Linked DNA regions of Mus musculus: regions 1 and 3 are each linked to region 2. A link is a contact called in public Micro-C and promoter capture Hi-C data. All regions are on one chromosome and are shown on one strand. The core of a region is the stretch at or near the end of the contact, and the rest is flanking DNA. Distances in the headings are between cores, read along the strand shown. Region 1 holds the start of Dnase2a (deoxyribonuclease II alpha). Region 2 has its middle 4.4 kb from the start of Mir23a. Region 3 overlaps Nfix (nuclear factor I/X).

What was found. Promoter capture Hi-C pulls out the DNA fragments that hold promoters and counts their contacts. A called contact is a pair of places that touch in the nucleus more often than the background predicts.
Region 1: a contact with region 2 is called in a Micro-C map of embryonic stem cells, with 2.8 times the contacts expected there. The contact joins the promoter of Dnase2a here to the enhancer-like site in region 2. A contact is called at or near these places in 3 of 39 promoter capture datasets (the HPC-7 cell line, cranial neural crest and liver), 3 of 484 Hi-C or Micro-C datasets (all in embryonic stem cells) and 2 of 115 datasets of contacts at active chromatin or transcription factors (bone marrow-derived dendritic cells and embryonic forebrain).
Region 3: a contact with region 2 is called in a promoter capture Hi-C map of cranial neural crest. The contact joins two enhancer-like sites. A contact is called at or near these places in 1 of 39 promoter capture datasets (cranial neural crest), 1 of 484 Hi-C or Micro-C datasets (myocytes) and 2 of 115 datasets of contacts at active chromatin or transcription factors (extraembryonic endoderm stem cells and pancreatic cancer cells).

What each region holds. Positions count from the first base shown.
Region 1 is chr8:84,906,820-84,910,467 of GRCm38.p6, forward strand. It overlaps Dnase2a (deoxyribonuclease II alpha), which reads left to right and starts at 1,936. Exons shown (of 6, transcript NM_010062.4): 1 at 1,936-2,051; 2 at 2,166-2,343; 3 at 2,438-2,516; 4 at 2,707-2,871; 5 at 2,953-3,150. The coding sequence starts at 1,957.
Region 2 is chr8:84,202,191-84,206,064 of GRCm38.p6, forward strand. No RefSeq gene overlaps it. Among named protein-coding and RNA genes, the nearest start is that of Mir23a, 4.4 kb to the right of the region's middle. Within about 2 kb of position 1,466, at least 381 of the 459 cell types and tissues checked have an H3K27ac peak or open chromatin away from gene starts, as enhancers often do. A contact at or near this core is called in the HPC-7 cell line, bone marrow-derived dendritic cells, embryonic forebrain and 4 more, where this site is marked.
Region 3 is chr8:84,741,509-84,745,262 of GRCm38.p6, forward strand. The region is part of intron 2 of Nfix (nuclear factor I/X); the gene reads right to left. Among named protein-coding and RNA genes, the nearest start is that of G430095P16Rik, 20 kb to the left of the region's middle. RefSeq lists an enhancer at 353-3,532. Within about 2 kb of position 1,318, at least 132 of the 459 cell types and tissues checked have an H3K27ac peak or open chromatin away from gene starts, as enhancers often do. A contact at or near this core is called in myocytes and pancreatic cancer cells, where this site is marked.

The sequences.
Region 1 (3,648 bases), core at 686-3,185, 710 kb after region 2:
TAGCATTCAAAACCAGCCAGGGCTATGGTGGTTCAGGCCAGTAATTCCAAACTTTAGGAGGTAGGAACAGGAGGATCAGGTGTCAAGGCCCCAGCCACATAGTCAAATCTGTGGTAGAGTGATCAGCAAATGCAATAGTCCTGACTTTTCACAATCTAAGTGATTCCTCAGTCAGCATCATGAGCAGAGCTAGAAAACTTGCAGACCGGACAGGGAGAGGGTGCAGAAAACAATGTGATTAAGTTAGCAAGGGTGACCCAGCTGGGGTGGCCCATTCACTGGGAATCCCAGCACGTGTGATGCTGGGACTGGAGAATGGTAAGTTATAGGTTAGCCCGGGCCACAGAGTGAGAGCTTGCTAAAAAAAACAAAAGCAGGAGGGAAGGTGTGGTGGTGGCTGGAGAGATGGTTCAGTGGTTATAAGCACCTTTTGCAGAGGCCCTGACTTCAGGTCCCAGCACCCGCATAGTGCTTACCTATTAACACTGTGGCTTACCCTTGAACTCCTGATCTTCCTGTCTTTACCGTCCAAGTGTTCAAATCACAGGGGTGCTCATGCACGTCGTACGTACGTGTAAATGCACGAGCACATGGCATTCAGGTCCCAGCACCTGTAACTCCAACTCCTGGGATCTAACACTTATGGGTGTCTGCACAGCCTACATCTGATACATGCAAACTGGCATAGGCACACACACACAGATACACATTTAAAAAAAGGTAAAAGCTGGAGACTGGCTCATATTTATAATCCCAGCATCCTTCAGGAAGCTGAGCAAAAGTTGAGAGTTCCAGGCTAACCTGAGCTACAATGAGATCCTGTCTTAAAAAAAAGAGAAGGGCCGATAAGATGACTCAGCCTTTAAGGGTGCTTGCTCTCAAGCTCGCTGCCCTGAGTTTGACCTCCAAATCCCATCTGGTGAAAGGAGAAGCTCCCACACACTGTCCTGTCCTCCACTTGCATGCTGTGCCATGTGCTCGTGCATTTACACGTACGTACGACGTGCATGAGCACCCCTGTGATTTGAACACTTGGACGGTAAAGACAGGAAGATCAGGAGTTCAAGGGTAAGCCACAGTGTTAAGAGGTCAGAGAAGGGGGGGGAGGGGACCAGGAAAAATTGTTGCATTGTTGCAAGCTTTAAAATTGCTGCATTCTTTAAAATTGCTGCATGCGGGCTGGTGAGATGGCTCAGTGGGTAAGAGCACCCGACTGCTCTTCCGAAGGTCTGAAGTTCAAATCCCAGCAACCACATGGTGGCTCACAACCACCCGTAATGAGATCTGATGCCCTCTTCTGGTGTATCTGAAGACAACTACAGTGTACTTACATATAATAAATAAATAAATCTTTAAAAACAAATTGCTGCATGCTTTTAAAAAGCCTTCCAGAAGCAGAGGCCGGGGCAGGCAGATATCAGGGAGTTCCAGGCCAGCCAGGGGCACATAATGAGATCCTGTCTAAAAAAACAGAACGGGGGAAAGGAAAGAATTGGACCGGTCCAGGCACACAAGTGATGCACAAACATACATGTAGGCAAGACCATCCAAAAAGTTAAAAGAGTTGTAGAGCAGTAATGGAAAAGAAATAGAAAGACAGATTTGTTCCTAATTCAGAACCTGAATAAAAAACAAAACAAAAAAGCCCCAGAACTTGGAGCGCCTTAGAAGTCACGTGACAGCCAATGCCCAAGGGAGAGGCGTGTCCACGGATGAAGCCTATCCGGAGCTGAGTCGGCCAGAAGCGGGAGGACGGGGCGGGGAGGACATTGGAGGAGGCGGGGTCCGCTTGTGGGACAACTTCATAGGAAGCCCCGCCTCCGTATTGGGCCTGGCGGGCTTCGTCTCCACCCTCGCGAAGCCGGGACACAGATCTCTTCGGTTTTTAGGGGAAGTTCATCTGAATCTCGTGACCCGGCTGTCCCCGGGTCTTTTAGAGTCCATTGCTGTCGCCTCATGGCAACACTGAGATCGCTGCTGCTGGCTGCGCTGCTGTGGGTCCCTGCCGAAGCCCTGAGCTGCTATGGGGACTCCGGGCAGCCTGTGGATTGGTGAGTAAGTAGTCGCGGGACTGTCCCCCGCACACTGCCTGGGGACCGGCGCGGGAATCCAAAAAACCTCAGATTCCTTCTCTCCCCCAACCTCATGTCTTCACGGACCTCCAGGTTCGTGGTATACAAGCTGCCGGCTCACAGCGGGTCTAGGGATACTCCAAAGGGACTGACGTATAAATACATGGACCAGAACTCCGACGGTTGGCAAGACGGTGTAGGGTACATCAACAGCTCGGAGGGAGCCGTGGGCCGCAGCTTGCAGCCATTGTACCGAAAGAACTCCAGCCAGGTGACTTGAGTGCCGTCGGAACCCGGGCCGGGACACTGTGGTGGGTCTCGCGGGGAAGGGAGGGTAGTTACATAGCCTCTGTGCATTCTCCTAGCTGGCCTTTCTACTCTACAACGACCAACCTCCTAAATCCAGCTCAGCTCGGGACTCTACCGGCCATGGGCATACGAAGGGTGAGAGGCTTGGACTGGTGGTCGTGGAGCCTCCCTGAATTGTAAATTTTACCCTTACTAACCTTTGGCCTGATGAAGGGTGGGGATTTGCCCTGTCACTGGCCTCCGTTTCCCGCTCTAAGACCCCAGCCATCTGAGGCCCCGTACCTGCTTGCAGGTGAGCTAGCTTGACCTCTTCCTTCTGGTTCAGGTGTCCTGCTCCTGGACCAAGAAGGGGGCTTCTGGCTGGTCCACAGTGTGCCTCGCTTCCCACCCCCTGCGTCCTCTGGTGCATACACCTGGCCTCCTAATGCTCAAACCTTCGGCCAGACCCTACTCTGTGTGTCCCTCCCGTTCACTCAGTTTGCAAGGATTGGTGAGTTGAATCACTGAGAAGCCAAGCCTCAAACTCCTCTGAGGAACCAGTCTCACACGGCTCCCTCGCCTTGTCTTCTAGGCAAGCAGCTAACCTACACCTATCCCCTTGTCTATGACCACAAGCTGGAAGGCTTCTTCGCTCAGAAATTACCTGACCTAGAGACGGTGATCAAGAACCAACATGTCCTCCATGAGCCCTGGAATAGCAGTGTAATACTCACTTCCCAAGCTGGGGCCACCTTCCAGAGCTTTGCCAAATTTGGAAAATTTGGAGATGGTAAGCCTTGATGTTGAGGGGTGGGGGGAGGGCACTTTCGTTGTAGAAGGGGGTCCCTAGTATCCCTAGGCCTGCGGGCAACACATTTAGAGCCCAGATGTCTTTGGGAGTCATATTACAATAATAACTATGAGCAGTAAACAGCCAGCAGACGGGTTGGGCGGGTGATACATATCTGTGACCTCAGCACTGTGGGGGCGGAGATGGAAGCTTGAAGTCAGCCAAGACCTAGGTTCAAATGTTGGTTTCTGGATGTGTAATATACAATACAACCTGAGCCTGTTTGCTCACCTGAAAAATTAGGATATTAAGGGTTCCCTTAGTGGGTTGTGAAATAACACATAATTGTTTGGTAAGGATTCCCTTTAGGGGTGTGGGGAGGCAGGCCCTCACTGTGTATCCCTGGCTGGTCTGGAACTCTCAGAGAGCCATCTGCCTCTACTGTCTCAGCGCAGACTTTAAAGGCTCGAGTCTCCATGCCCAGCCTATGTGTTTGTG
Region 2 (3,874 bases), core at 216-2,715:
CTCCGGCCCTGGGCATGCCAGGCGAGCACTCCACTCTTTGAGCTACATCTTTGTCTCCTGTTTAGTTGACAGAGACAGGGTTTCTTGTAGTCTGGGCTAGCCTCAAACTTGCCATGAAACTAACGGCGGACTTGAGCTCCGCATTCTCTTTCCTGCAACTCTCAAGTGCTAGGGTTATGGGCATGGGCCACCAACTCCAGCTCAGGCGGCCTTGTCTTTATGGAGAGAGTGTAGACATTCCTGGGATTGTCTCTGCCGCCTCAGTTTTTCCATCTGTGAATGGGAACTTTTGGAGATGCAGTGGAACAGAGCACACTCTCTAGTCTCCCATAGGGTGCTGAGGTCTCCTCATATCCTGTGTTGAATGTCCTCAGTGGACATGGAGGTGTGTCTTCCTAGCTGGCCATGGGGAAGGATTGAGGGTGGTGGCGTGGGCGTGAGAATTCTTGGGTAGGGAAGGACAGCATCATGCCGGGCATGGCTGAGTCACACTCGAGCGGCGCCTTGCCTCAGGCTGCTGGAGCTAGAACTGGCGCCACCCTGGGTGTGGCTACTGAGCTGTGGCCCTGGGCAGAGCAGGGCTGGGTGGCAGGATGGGCACATGGGCCTTGAGGGACTCGGGGGAGCAAATCTGGGATGCCCGGTGATACCTCCCTTTTGTCTCCTGTGTACATTTGGGGCTCTGGAACCCTAAGCTTTGGGCCTGGGAATAATAATAATTATCGATCTATTAATAAAAGTTTTTGAGGCATGATCTAATGTAATGTAGTCCATGCTGGCCTGGAACTGGATAAGTAGTCCAGGATGTCCTTGAACTGGTCCTTAGGCCTCCACCTCCTGAATGCTAGGCTTACTTGTGTGCACCATGATGAAGGGTTTCTGCTTTAAGATGGGACCTGCTGACTCCATGCTTCCAGCAAAATAGCCAAGCACTCTCTACCCACAGTCAACTTTGGGGGTCGAGACACAGTCTCATTTCATAGCCTACCGCGGTCTTGAACACATGGCAGTCCTCCTGGCTCAGCCTCCTGAATGGTAGACTGACAGAGACGCCTCACAATGCCTGGCTGGTTCCTGGAAGTTTTGCGGAGTTAAGGGAGTGAGCCAAGCCTTCCAGAAGACAGTGGGTGATGGAGGTCAGCGCTCCTATCTCCAGTCCCAGGCCAGGCCAGGACCTGGGATGAACTTCACCCTGGGAGCACTGATTGGCTTGAGGGGAACCCAGCACCGCAAACAGAATGTTAAGGAATAGAGTGGGGGATCTGGTTGTTGGACTGTGTGGCTGGCGGGCAGCGAGGGTGGGACGTGGCTGTCGTCTTTGCCTATTTATACCAAGTGATTCAGCCCTCCCTCACCCCTTCCTGCGCCCCCTCCACTCGCGGCTAGGCACTAGGCCCACCCACTTGCCTATGCCCTGCCCCCCAACCCGGGCGGGTTGTCTGGTTCCTGCGTGGGGACGGACGTGGAGGGCAGGCATCTGTGCCGCAGGTCGGGTTGGCCCCAACCCAGCCGCCCAGCTCCTGGGAAGAGTGGGCCATTAGCGAGCGCTGGTGGCTGGGGCGGGGGCGGAGCTGGGCGGAGACTGCAGCCCTTGGTATTTTCCGATCCTCGCTGCTTCGCGAGAGTGGAAAGTATTTGAGGATCAGGGTTGGGGACGACCGGAGGGCCTCTGCCCTGGTTCTTTCTTGGGGTTCACTGTGGGTCCTCCAGGGATGCCGAGGGCTTGAAGGCTGTGTGTGCTAATTTAACTGACTGGGATACCACAGCCCAAGGCCCCCCGCCCTGTTTCTCAAGCCCTCCAGCTCCAGGACTTCTGTCCCTTTGAGTCTCCCTGTGAGACTAAGAGTCAGTACAGGGTGTCCCAGCTCCTGGACACCTGCGTGGTAATGCCCCCTCCACGCCAGACACAGACCTCTGGTGTGTGTGAGGATGGGAGTGGCCTTGGCTGCAGCCTTGGGCTCTTTGTAGGGGAAACCCCACAGGAAACCAGCCTGGCCAAATGGCCGCCCTTCCCGTTCTGGTCCCTGGGACGAATATGCTGTCTCACTTCCGGAGGTGATTGGGGAGGCTGGTCAGCCTGTGGACCTGGGCTGCCCCCAGAACCCAAAGAGACAGAGGTGGATTGGGGCTGGAGACTGTGTGTGTGTGTGTGTGTGTGTGTGTGTAAGCACGCGTACTGGGGAAGACACATCAGAATATCTCAATCCTTATTCCTCATTCCTCAGACATCGGTGATGCCAGATCTAGACGTTAAATCCACTGTCCTGCCTGTCACTGCCTGATATGACTGAATGCTTCTGTCCTTGATGTCACCCAGGAACTCTTCCAATTATTGGGAAGTAGAGATTTTCTTTTTTTTTAAGACTTATTTTTTTACTTTTGTGTATGTGTTGGGTATGTGCATGTATGTGTAGGTGCCTAAAGGGTCCAGAAGAGGGCGCCACATGTGAGCCGGGAAACCAAATTCAGGTTCTCAGAAAGCAATATGCAGTCTAAACTATTGAGTCATCTTTCCAGCCCTGAACTTGTTTTCTTTTTTTTTTTTTAAGATTTATTATTATATGTAAGTACGCTGTAGCTGTCTTTAGACACTCCAGAAGAGGGTGTTAGATCTCATTACGGATGGTTGTGAGCTACCATGTGGTGGCTAGGATTTGAACTCAGGACCTTCGGAAGGGCAGTCAGTGCTCTTACCCGCTGAGCCATCTCTCTAGCCCTAAACTTATCTTTTTTAGAGTCTCATGTATCCCAGGTTGCCCTCCAGCTTGCTCTGTAGACACATTTCTTGTTTTTATTTTTATTTTGTTTTTCCTAGACAGGCTTTCTCTGTGTAGTCCTGGCTGTCCTGGAACTTCCTCTGTAGACCAGGCTGGCCTTAAACTTCCTGAGACATACCTGCTAATGCCTGCGGAGTGCTGGGAACATGTGTATAAACCACCACACTTCCTTGATATGGTACTGGGGGTGAAGCCAAGCCCAGTCAGTGTGCTAGGCCAGCAGCTGCCATTGAGCCTTACCCCTTGTTGCTTTTTTTTTTTTTAATTAAAAATTATTTCACCGGGTGTGGTGGCGCACACCTTTAATCCTAGCACTTGGGAGGCAGAAACAGGTGGATTTCTGAGTTCGAGGGCAGCCTGGTCTACAAAGTGAGTGCCAAGGACAGCCAGGGCTATAGCCATGGCTACACAAAGAAACCCTGTCTCAAAAAAACAAAACCAAACCAAAACAACAATTATTTCCGTGTGCAGATGTTTTGTCTGCATGTATGTCTGCAGAGTTCAGAAAAAAGTGTCAGGATCCCTAGAACTAAAGTTGGAGATAGTTGTTAGCCACTATGTAGGTGCTGGATATTGAACCTGGAACCCCCGGAAGAGCAGCAAGTGCTGAGCCATCTCTAGCCCTTTCTTTTTGAGACACACCATGTCTTGGTAGCCCAGGCTGGCTTCTAAATTGAGATCTTTTTACCCCTGTCCTAGATATAGGGATTACACGTCTGCAGTCTGCTGTCATGTCACATCATCTCGAGCTCTGAAATGATTCATTTTTGCTTTCTTGCAGACAGAGACTTTGCCACAGAGCACGTGTGTTCTTTGCCCATAGTCAGCCAGCAAAGAAGCTGCATAGCTCACATGCAGGCTGACGAGCTCCAGAACTGAGTGTCCCGTAGCCAAAACCCTTTCCTTCCCTTTCCTCCCCCTCCCCCTTTAAAAAGGGCCTCATATGTAGACCAGGCTGGCCTCAAACTCATATATATCTTCCTGCTTCTGTCTCTTCCTAGCTGGGATCACAGGTATGCACCACTGTAGGGCTTATATAAGACCTGGCCCTGGTGCATGGCATGAAAATTCTACTCTCCTCCCTTTTGTGTGTGTGT
Region 3 (3,754 bases), core at 68-2,567, 540 kb after region 2:
GCCCCAGAGTCCACAAGTCTCCCTCATCACCGGTAAGGGACCTTCTGGTCCAATCAGGAAGAGCCAGTGTTCCAAGCCAGCAGTCTATGTGCGGTACCAACTCTCCTCGGAAACTGAGCTGCCACGAGCTGCTTTTGTGGCCTTGGTTTCTGACATCACTATCTTGACATCTTTAACTTGAACAAGAGGCCCAGCGTTTTCATTTTGCTTTGAGTCCCACAAATTCTGCAGCTAGTTCTGTTCAGAGACCAGAACTGCGTGAGGGAAGGAAGAGAAAAGCAAGCAAGCTAAATCAGCCTTTCACCCACTGGGTTGTCCTGCCTAGGGCTAGGGTACTGAGCTCTGGAAGTGCAGAAGGGTCCTGCTTTGAGCTCCCAAGGAGGCTGAGTTCCAAATGAGGCAGCCTGGAAGACAGGATGCCACACAGGCAGATTTGTACCTGGGCTGATGGAGAACCAAGGCTCCTTAGAGAGCCTTTCTCTGTAAGCCAAACGCCACTTGGCAGGTGGCCTTGCTCTGAGCCCTCTGCACACAGTGGGTCTATAACTGCAGCAGACCTGTGTGGCAGCGGGGAGGAGCTCTCAGAACTCCTCTACCTCCTGAGATGAGGATGGTTGGGTCCAGAATCTAGCCCTGCCCAAGCAACTGGGGACTAAGGTGCCTCCGTTTAGGTGCATGGGGCAAGGGTAGGCAGAATGAGCTGTACACAGGCTGCTCCAAACCCTTGCCAAAGGGCGGGGTCTTCTTTAGCTCAAGCTGGCTGGGGCTGGATGCAATTTCAGCCGCAGAGCAGGGCTCGCTGGCTGGAAGCAATTTTCTCATTAGGACCCCAGGCCTGCTCGCTTGGTCTGTTCCCAGCCCTTACTCCCCTTCTGCGAAACCGCACCCCACAGGCCTCCCGATAGACCACTCACACGCACAGGGAACCGCACGTGTACTGAGTCAGAGAGGCGACTGTGGGGTCACCCCAGTGGGGCTAGGTTCAAGGAGAGCAGCGCTGGCACAAGGCCCTAGCACTGAGGCATACACATAAACAAGATCTCAGGCAGCTCAGGGGGAAAGGGACCCCGGACCCGGGATCAGAACACTGCCCTCACGTGACCCTCCGGAGTTACTCTCAGGCCGGGCACCAGCCTGTCTTGTTCAGGTGGGCCTGGGAGCCAGATCCCTTTCCCGGCCCCAGGCGCTGTAAGTGGAGGGTGGTCTCACGGAGCCAGGGGGAGCGCTGAGGCAGGAGGGGCGGCACCGCTCTGCTCCTCAGACACATGTGGTTGGACTTAAAAAGCTATTAGGGAGCGAGGCGCTGGCGGGAGTACGGCTGGCCCTCACACCAGAGGTGGGGGGGAGGGCAGATGCCGAGGCAGTGAGCTCAGCACTCGCTCCCTCCCTGGCAGTGTTGGACCCAGGGGACCCCCGCCCAGCAGGAGTACGGCAGGCTCTCAGGGGAGGGTGAGCAGACTTTGGGCCTGGGTCTTACTTGGCACAGGCTCTGTAAAGCTTGGGAGATTCTAGGCCTGCAGTGGAACAGCCTCTGGGGGAGGGGTGGCGAGCCTGGATCTGGCCCAGGAGGATACAGACAGGTCCTCAACCCCCAATAGCTTTTCTGGAACGGTGGTTGTTAGAGGTCTCCTTAAGGTAGGTAGGTAAGTAGGGGTAGGGGTGTGTGTGTGTGTGTGTGTGCGCGCACGTGCACGCTCGCGCTCTGAAGGGAGGGGGAGGGGAGATTATGAGAAGAGCAGGAGAGAACAGGGAAGGAAAAAAGGGCCCCACCCATCACGAGGCCAGAAAAAACTGATGGAAAGTTCTCTAGATCCGCCAGCTTGTAAAAAGTTCCCTTTCTTTCCAAATTATGAACATTTTTTAACAAGGGAGGAGGAGACCCAGGGCAGAGAGAGATCTAGGACTTCATTAGGACAGTATCTGTCGTGACCATGTACCACAGTGACTGGTGACTGAAGAGTGTGCATCTGCCTATATTCCAATGCGTTCTACTTCCAAAGTTAGGCTACCCCCCTACACACGCGCGCGCACACACACACACAGCCTACCCAAGGAGGCTGCCATGCTGTTACCAAGTAGGATAGGATAGGTGCCAGCAGGGGAACACACGTGCAGAGACAGAGATGGGGCAGGCGGATGTAGCCCTATCCCTGAGGGAAAGAATCACCCCCCCACCGGGTGCCAGCCTCAGCAACAGAAACAGGCCTTGAAGCTGCAGGGAAATATACCATCAGAGGCTCTGGAGGCCCTGCCCAGGTCCTGAGTCCACAGTCCAACCAAAGGGCAGCCAGAGTGAGGTACTCTCAATACTGACCATACTGAACCCGACTGGCTAGCGTGTGTGTGTGTGTGTGTGTGTGTGTGTGTGTGTGTGTGTGTGTGTGTGTGTGGCGGGGTGCTGGCCCTAGTCATACAGATAGGGATGCTTAGCTCCTACTAAGAAAGATCGGAGCACAGCCCAGCCTGCTCAGCACTTTGGCTGGCTCCTTCCTTGGGGGTCTCCCTTCTCAGGACAGTTGGACCCACCCATAGGGAAGATGGCAACTTGGGGGGGGGGTGTCGAGGAGAAGCGACTTTGAGAAACCACCAAGAGTCAAGCTGGGGGCCTCAGGCAGGGTGGGGGAGGAGCCGACCACTGAGCCAGGAGCCTTGCTCAGGAAACACGCAAAGAATGCAGTTGGCAGCTGGCCAGTGGGCCAGGACCACAAAGAGGCCTTTGTTTTAGGAGGTGTCCAGGGAGTGGATGGACCGAACAGCAGAGGTGGGGGCAGCACCCCTTTGGGGGAGTAGGGAGGGATCGACCCCTACACTGTGCCCACATTACCTCTTCTGATTCACACACACACACACACACACACACACACACACACACACACCCCAGGCTCTGACAGTGATAGGTTCCTGCTGGCCCAACTTAGGGCACTCTTGGGGCCAGGTCCCCCTGTCTCTCTGCTCCCCATTTCCCCGGGGCTGGTAGCTGTCTGAACTCTAAGGTGGATGCCCCTGGCACTGGCATCGTCCTGCTCCCTTTAGTGTGAGAGGAAGGAAGGCTGTGGGACAGTGTCTCTTCCATCACCCCCTGCTCTGCAATTCGAGGGTCTCTCTGGCCCCTTATTGGCATCTGGAAAAGTTTGGGAAATTTATAAAAAATTCTGGAGAGTTTATCAACTGCTTTCTAGCCTGCCAGGGAACCAGAGCCAGAAAGAAGGAAGAGAGAAGAGGGAAGTGTGGGTGTGGGGAGTGAGGAGTGGGGACAGAAAGCAAGATCAGACGTGAGACAGAGCCCTCAGGAAAGGAGCTGAGATGCAAGGGTGCCCATAGCCAGCCTGTCCCCCACCTGAGTTTCTTGAGAGGACCAGAAAGACCCCCAACACAAGCTCACCCAGTAAGTATACCAGGCCCCCTCAGCTCTCTCCCATCATCCTGCTCTACACTGCTCTGGCCACTCCACACCCCACACCCCACACCCCACACCCCATACCTGTGCTCTTCCCCAGCGGCCTGAGCTTCAGGGCCATGGAGGGAAAGAACATCGTAAGGATTAGAGGCTGGGGACAGGATGAGGCAGGGTGAACACAGTGGCTCTCCACTTCAAAGGAATGTGTGATGTCCTTACAGGAGAGGCACAGGGGGCTTCCTCTAGTCAGTGTGTGGACAGAAACAGGACGGTCCACTTAGCCCTAAGCAGGAGCAGCCTAGGCTGGTCCAGCAGGGTCCCAAACAGCTCCTGGGGTGGGTGGCAGGGTCTGCATTT